2 separate regions of the Ovis aries genome follow, and region 2 is linked to region 1. A link is a contact called in public Hi-C data. All regions are on one chromosome and are shown on one strand. The core of a region is the stretch at or near the end of the contact, and the rest is flanking DNA. Distances in the headings are between cores, read along the strand shown. Region 1 holds the start of GNAQ (G protein subunit alpha q). Region 2 overlaps GNAQ (G protein subunit alpha q).

The links. Hi-C and Micro-C count contacts between places; a contact is called where the count stands out from the background.
Region 2: a Hi-C map of hypothalamus shows a contact between it and region 1, with 3 times the contacts expected there. The contact joins the enhancer-like site here to the promoter of GNAQ in region 1. A contact is called at or near these places in 2 of 16 Hi-C or Micro-C datasets (hypothalamus and retroperitoneal adipose tissue).

The regions. Positions count from the first base shown.
Region 1 is chr2:58,843,388-58,846,920 of ARS-UI_Ramb_v3.0, reverse strand. GNAQ (G protein subunit alpha q) reads right to left here and starts at 1,659. Exons shown (of 7, transcript XM_015093177.3): 1 at 890-1,659. The coding sequence starts at 1,025.
Region 2 is chr2:58,973,128-58,976,660 of ARS-UI_Ramb_v3.0, reverse strand. All of the region lies in intron 2 of GNAQ (G protein subunit alpha q), which reads right to left. Among named protein-coding and RNA genes, the nearest start is that of TRNAW-CCA, 97 kb to the right of the region's middle. Within about 2 kb of position 1,855, at least 11 of the 54 cell types and tissues checked have an H3K27ac peak or open chromatin away from gene starts, as enhancers often do. A contact at or near this core is called in hypothalamus, where this site is marked.

The DNA.
Region 1 (3,533 bases), core at 410-2,909:
AAACAAAAGGTTTCTATTTGATTCCATGAGAGTAACTGAGAGGCTGTACTGGCAACTACTGTGAATTCAGGCCTACATCTGGGTTGCCACATTAAACAAAAGATACCCATGCTGTCAACAACCACACAGCACAACCCTCCCGTATCCCTCATCTTCATCTGGAAGGGATGGTGGAGACAAGAATCACGCCTGTCACCATTAAGAAACTCTTCTGGGTCCCTGCTTTAGGTGGTCTGGTGGCTAGAGAACAGCACTCGTGTGACACATATATGCTCACCTCCCCGCTCCCGGAATATGTTAGCCCCCTTTCTTCAGAGAGCCAACCACTCGGCTCCCTCATCATCACTCCTTGGAGAATCCAGTCGCGAGTCTGCTCACCGTTCCACCATTCGCTCCCGACCCCTAAAAGCACTGATAAAAGATGCACACAGGCCACCCCACCGCACGCCCTGGCTCCGCTTGACACCTAAGGCCACACGCACACACAGTTCTCCTCTCCACCACCCCACCGGGCGCCACGGCCACGACACTGGAAGTTCAACCCTCCTGCCCACCTTCCCACCCGCGCTTCTCCCCGAAGCGATTTGCCATTCAGCAGATGCACAGCAGACAAACGCGCACCCCGAGTGCACAGCCCTCAGGGCTACCGAAAGGGACAAGCCGAGGCCCTGGGCAGAGCAGCCGCGACCCCTCTGCGCGTGCCTGCGTCTGCACGCGCGCGCGCGCCCTTCAGGGTGCGGGTAGTGGCCGGGGCCGCGCCCGGGGAGGGCAGGGGCAAGCCGCCCCGCGCCCTGGGGCCGGGGCCGCAGAACGGGGACTGGGGGTGGTGGGCAGGAGGCGCAGAGGTCCGGCGGGAGGGCCCGCGGCGTACGGCCGCGGCGGTACTCACCGAGCAGCAGCAGCTTGAGCTCCCGGCGGGCGTCCCTCTTGTCCCTGCGGAGCTGCCGCTCAATCTCGTCGTTGATCCGCCGGGCTTCCTTGGCCTCCTCGCTCAGGCAGCACGCCATGATGGACTCCAGAGTCATTCTTTCAAAGTGCCTCCAATGCAGCCCCGCCGGCACCCCCTGCTCACACGCGCGCACACACACCCTCCCGCCCTCGCTCCCCCGAGGCAGCGGTGGCCGCCGAGCCCCCGCCGCCCGGGCGCGCGTCCGGGACGAGCTCGGGGAACCGCCGCGGGGGCCGCGGCCACGACCGGAGCCACCAGGTGGGCCGGGGGTGCGGCGGCTGCTGGCGGCTCTGGCTGCCGGGAGGAGCGAGGCCGGCGCGGGAGGCGGCCGCGGGCGCTGGCTTGGGGGGCGCGCTAGGGAAGGCCGCCGCGCCCGGCCTCGCTCAGACGCCCGCGCCTCCTTCCCCGGGAACAGGCGGCCCGCCTGGCCCCCCGCGCCGTCGCCGCCGCCGCCGCCGCCGAGGCTCCCCTAAGCCGTGCGCCCGGCGGCGAGAGCACATCCACCGGGGCGTCCCCGCAGCAAGCGGTCGCCGACGGCTCCCCGCGCCTGGCGCGCCGGCTCCTAGCTGCCGCCTGACACGGCTCCCGGGCGCCCTCGGCCCTGCCCGCGCCCACCGCCCGGCTCGCGCGCAAACCCGGCTCGCCGGCCCGCCCGCCCGGCTGCCGCGCGCTCCTCCGCCTCCGCCAGACGCCCACCCCCGGCCCCGATTGCCAGGCGCAGAGCGGCTGCTCAGTGCTCTCCCTCCCCCTCGCCACACACACACATTTTCTTCTTTCTCTGAACTGGAGCACAGATCCGGGAGGGAGGCGGCGGCGGCAGAGGGAGGAGGTGGAGGGAGGGGAGGGGACGGGCGCGGGAGGAGGGGAGAGGGAGGCGGTGCCGCCCGGCCCCTCCTGGAAGGCTTTCCTGGGCTCGCAGCCGCCGCGGCGCGCCTCCCAGTGCGGCTTTCGCTTCGCTCGCGCCGCTCCCTCGCTGAGCCGGCCCCCTCGGGCTCTGCGGGCGCCTCCCGCTCCCGCGCCCTCGGTCGGGCCCGCGGGCTCAGCGGTCACGGCCGCCCCCGGCGGGAGGCGGGGCCGGGTCGCCGAGGCGCAGCCGGGGCCGCCGCCAACCTGCCGCTGCCGGCCCGCCGCCCGGGCGTGGTAAACCGGGAATATGGCGGCCTCCGCCAGCCGGGTGCCCACTGCCTCCGGAACGCAGCCGCGGCTTCTCCGGCAAGGCGGGGATCTCGGCCCCGTAAGCCCCCAGCACTCGCCGCCCCGCGAACACCCGTCCGGTTGCCCCGAAGGCAGCCTCGGCGCTGGCGCCTCCCGCCTGCCGCTCTGCAGCGCGGAGCAGATCCGTGGGGCGGCTCTTCGCCTAGTTCAGTGTTCTTTCCCGTTCCTATTTCTAAAACGCCATTCGGTTAGAAAGTATGTCCCGTCACCTCTGATCCAAGTTGAGTAGTAGAAAATAATATACACTCAACTGTGCAGTGCGACTGGGGAGGACACGGAATTGTCACTGTCTCGCAGAGGGGCAAGGGAGACTTAATAGGTGAAACTATCCGCAAAGTTCCTGGAGACAGAAATCTAAATCATTTTTTTTTAAAAATGAAAAAGAAAAATCTAAATCCTGAGCAGAAAAATAAAGCGGCCCAGTTTCCAAGAGCCTCCTACTAGCTTCCAACTTTTTATGCCATTGGAGTTGTTTTTGTTTTCTTACAAGCTCTCCTGTCGTTTTTGAAAAAGGCACACGATATTTAACAGCCAAGTAAATCGACTTCACCATTCTAGACCGAGATGAAATTATGACTTATGAGAAAATGCAAAATAATGTGAAATAAAGATAAAGGAAAAAATGAAAGAAAAATGGGAAAACTAGGATCGCCACAGCAAAATTCCATTCTGGTATTTTGTTTTTCCACTTTCAATTGAGGTAGTTTACTTTAAAATGTGGTTTGCTTATATTTTGTTGTAACATGACAGCCAACAAAAATCCTTGCTCTTTCAAATTTTATTTGATCTAATAGCTACAAGAGGTGTAACTCATACTGCTTTCTGCCTTAATGGAACCTCAGAGGAAATTGTATCTTAAGAAAGGAATCCGTTTTTCCCATTTTATGTTGTTTCTGAGAAGTCTCTGAACCTGTTGATCCAGAATGGAAAATGAGGGCATGATTCTACTACTACTGCAGGTCAAGAGTGCATATAGGATTGTCAGATGACAGGTGTGTGACTGCCTTCTTTCATTTGCCATTACCTCCACCCCTAGACGCACACATACCATGAGTTAGATCAAACAAGTCCTCTAGACGTAAGATCTATATTTTAGACTTCCCATTTAAAGCATATTTGGCCTAGAAAATGCAGTTGCCCTTAGGTGAATTCAAGGATGCAGAACCTGGAGAAGAATCGACTATAATTAAATTTCACCTTGGCTAGGAAAGCAGAAAGGGCAGACTTCACCAGCTTCACCCCCTTATGTGAATGCTGTGAAATTAAAATTTAAAGTTAACTGACTAATTAAACATTGAAATTCAACATGCCAAAATTTTAAATGGCATCAAGGGAAAAAAATTATAAGTTTGCATCCTCTAAATATGTC
Region 2 (3,533 bases), core at 606-3,105, 130 kb before region 1:
ACTCATGTTTGAATTTAGTAAAAGGAGAATTTCACTGAAGTGTCACATGGTTTTATTCTTCCATCCAATTCCTGACTTTCTCAGGGTAAACTGTCCATTTGATAGGTTAACTATGAGGTTTAGAAACCTCAGTCTGCCCCAGCTGGGTCATGAAGAGGTGAACTAGGAGGTCATATGAATATTTCTAGAACAAGTTTTGGTAAATGCAGAGGTTCTTGTCTGTTTGGCACCTTGAGAAGAATTCAAGAAAAGCAGGTCCTTGGATTTGGGCCGTTAGATTCTGCAGCCTCAGCATCAGCAAGAGTACAGCAGGTCTTCCCACAGGGGCTACCAGTCCTGTATGTCACGTACCCTGTCCACATTCTCAGCAAGTGCATTGCGCTAACCTGCCATAACCTTGGACACATCTGCAGAGCGACTCTCACAAACCAGGAACTCTGTGAGGGCTTCGGGGCTCTCCTTACACCCACCACGGACCTCCCTGCAGGCCTCATGTTCCCATTTCAGAGTTGAGGGAGATGTGGCCTCGAGAGATTATCCAAAAGGGCAATAAGGAAAAAAGCTAGCATTCCAATTCAGATGTCTAGTTTCTATACTCTTTTTCTTCCTAGAATGGCATGTCATCTGTGCTATTTCTTTGTATTAACTGTACCCCATAGAAAAGGGTGTTACTAAATCCCCAAAATATCAATTTTAAGTCATGAACAGTAAAAAGCAGTATTGCTAGTAATACACTGACTGAACAGAATTATTCTGTGCTTTGTGATAAGATGGGGAGACTAAATAACAAATTACTTTTTTCATCAATCATATAAGCATTATTTCCCAAAAATGTTTTTTATATAAGAAAACCTAGGGAGAATGGTAACAAATATTTATGAGTATTTATTCTATGAAAAGCACTCTAGTAGTTACTTTATATATTTATTTCATTTAATCATCACCTCGTGAGCTAACTATTTATTATCATCACTTTAACCAAGGAAAAAACTGAAGCACAGGAAATGCAACTGATTGGCCCAAGATCACAGCTAATAAGTGGCGGTGGCGATACCCAAATCGTGGTATTAGGGGATCTGATCACTGGGCAATCCTGTCACATTCAGGGAACTCAGCCTGGTTACGTGACAGATCCAGGAGGCCTCAGACATGAGCAGTGAGGTGGAGCACTCCCAGGAGACCCTCCCCTTGGTCCCAGCCCCCAGAAGGGTAGGGGCAGGCCAGCATAGCCTTTTGGTAGCAGTAGAGCTCTTGACACTCTCCCTTCCTTCTTGTGACAGATGACAAGGAACAGAGAGGGCTAGGCAGAGAGCAAGATGGAAAATTCTTGAGTTAGAGAATACTAAATGTGCGCGATTCAGTAGAGAATGGTCGGAGGTATAATGAGGTAGTGAGGTATCCTGGGGGGAAACCTGGTCATACTTTTACATACAAATCTTGAGGGTGAGGGTGGGGATTAGCATTTATTTAGTTAATCCATTATCCCCATTTTAAAATGTAGGAATTTACAACCAAAGAAGTTGAAATGGAACGTTTTGTAAATTACTTAATAAAATACAATAGCTATTTCCTTCTAAAGAACTTATGTCCCAGTCACCTTCAGTTCAGTTGCTCAGTCATGTCTAACTCTGTGACCACATGGATTGCAGCATGTCAGGCTTCCCTGTCCATCACCAACTCCCAGGGCTTACTCAAACTCAGTCACCTTAAGGCACCACTATGCAAACATACATAAAGTCTGAGGAGGGGTCAAATGAATCCCCATAACCCAACAATCATCCAGACTTTGCCAGACTATACTATCTGCTTCACCACTCCACCCTTGATCATTTTTCTGCTCAAGTATTTCAGAGTAAACGGCACTTGTCCTAAAGTGGCCATTTACTCCTCCAGGTTTCAGAATATATTCATTACACAGAACACAGTCTGAATAATCATTGGTATCAGGCCTGGTCCATTTTTAAATTCCACTGTTTATCTAAGAATTACTTTCTTTTTAAACTTGTTTTGTTCAAATCAGGATATCCAAACAAAGAACATTTACTGCATTTCATTTCTTTAGTTCCTTTTAATATGTAACAGCCCCTCCTCAACTTCCCTTTGTGAATCAGGCTATCAGCTTAAGGGAGAAACTAGCACAACTACAATCATTTTTAGTCACTTCATGTCCCTGATCATTTACCATGAGCCTCAGAACACAGTGGACCTGCCTGAGACTTTCCAGCCTCACTTTTTGTCTTCAGTTCTTCTTTTCCTTCACTTTTTGTCTTTAAAGTGGAAAACAACTACATATGACACGTCATACAGGCAGCTGTGTTTTGTCTTCCAGAAGTGATCCACATTATGAAGAACTCCGCATATCTGTTATTACAGTGATACTTAATTACAATGGGAAGCACACTGAAGTCCTCCTTGAGAGACGGGTAGGAACCCAGCCAACCCACCCCTTTGCCCCATTACAAAGAAGGAATCAGAGCCAAACCTGGGTAATTCTCTTAAGAACAGAGCTGCCCATTGTTAATTCTGGAGCTTGGGGAATTAGTAGGCCAACAGACGGCTGTGGTGCAGGGGAAAATCAGTTTGCTGTATCACAGGATGTACTGGGCTCATTTTCTTTGTCAGAGGTTTTTAATTATTTAGGATGAAGCTCCAGTGCATGTTTTGTAATAATAATGAAGTCTGAGGAACACAAAACCTCGCTGCAGCAGGACACGGCTATTAAATCTTTGCTGAGAGCAGGATGAGAGGGTCAGGGCTTCTGACCAGCTCTTTGGGACTGGTAATGCCCATCAGGTCTGTAAACAAAAAAAGGGAGAATTAGCCAACTCTGAATGGCAAATCCGATTGTGTCATGGAAGCCACCAGAGGCCAAGTGACTCTGGAATGGCCTGTTGTGGGGGTGGCTCTCTCCTCTCTGCCATCATACAGCTCACCCTGCAGCAACAGGCTGGAGCCAAGGGTTGATGAGCCTGAGAGGCCCTGAGTAAAGCTTCCTGTGGAATTGTCCCCAGAGACTCTCATCAAGGGCGGCCTTTTTACACTCCTAGATTATATTCTATGAAACAAAACACCAAAAAAGGCATATGTTGAGTGAAGTGAGGCCATCCAGGATCTGGGCACTGCTGCAAGTGGTCCTTGATATGAGGCTGGAAGGCACTGGCTCCCCCTTCCCACTCCCTGGCACGCCACAGTTACTCATTCAAACCAATTATTTTATTTCAGAAATTACCATGATTAAAAAGAAATTAGTGAACAATTAAAAAGACTTTCTCTGGGAGGGGGAAAAAAAAGGGCAATCCAAGACATGCTTCATTAGAATGAAGCAACTGAATAAGAAGGGCTAAGAAGGCCGGAAGGGAAACATGACTCAGGAGTGTCATGGACCCTGAATCCATGGGGGAGTGACATCTTTATAGACAATGACATACTGCCCTCTTAACTACACAGGGGCCAACTCTTCTGTGACTTGATCATCCAGGTTATTCTCCCTCTTTCTTGCCAATCTGAATCTATCAGCTCACATGCTGTAGTTT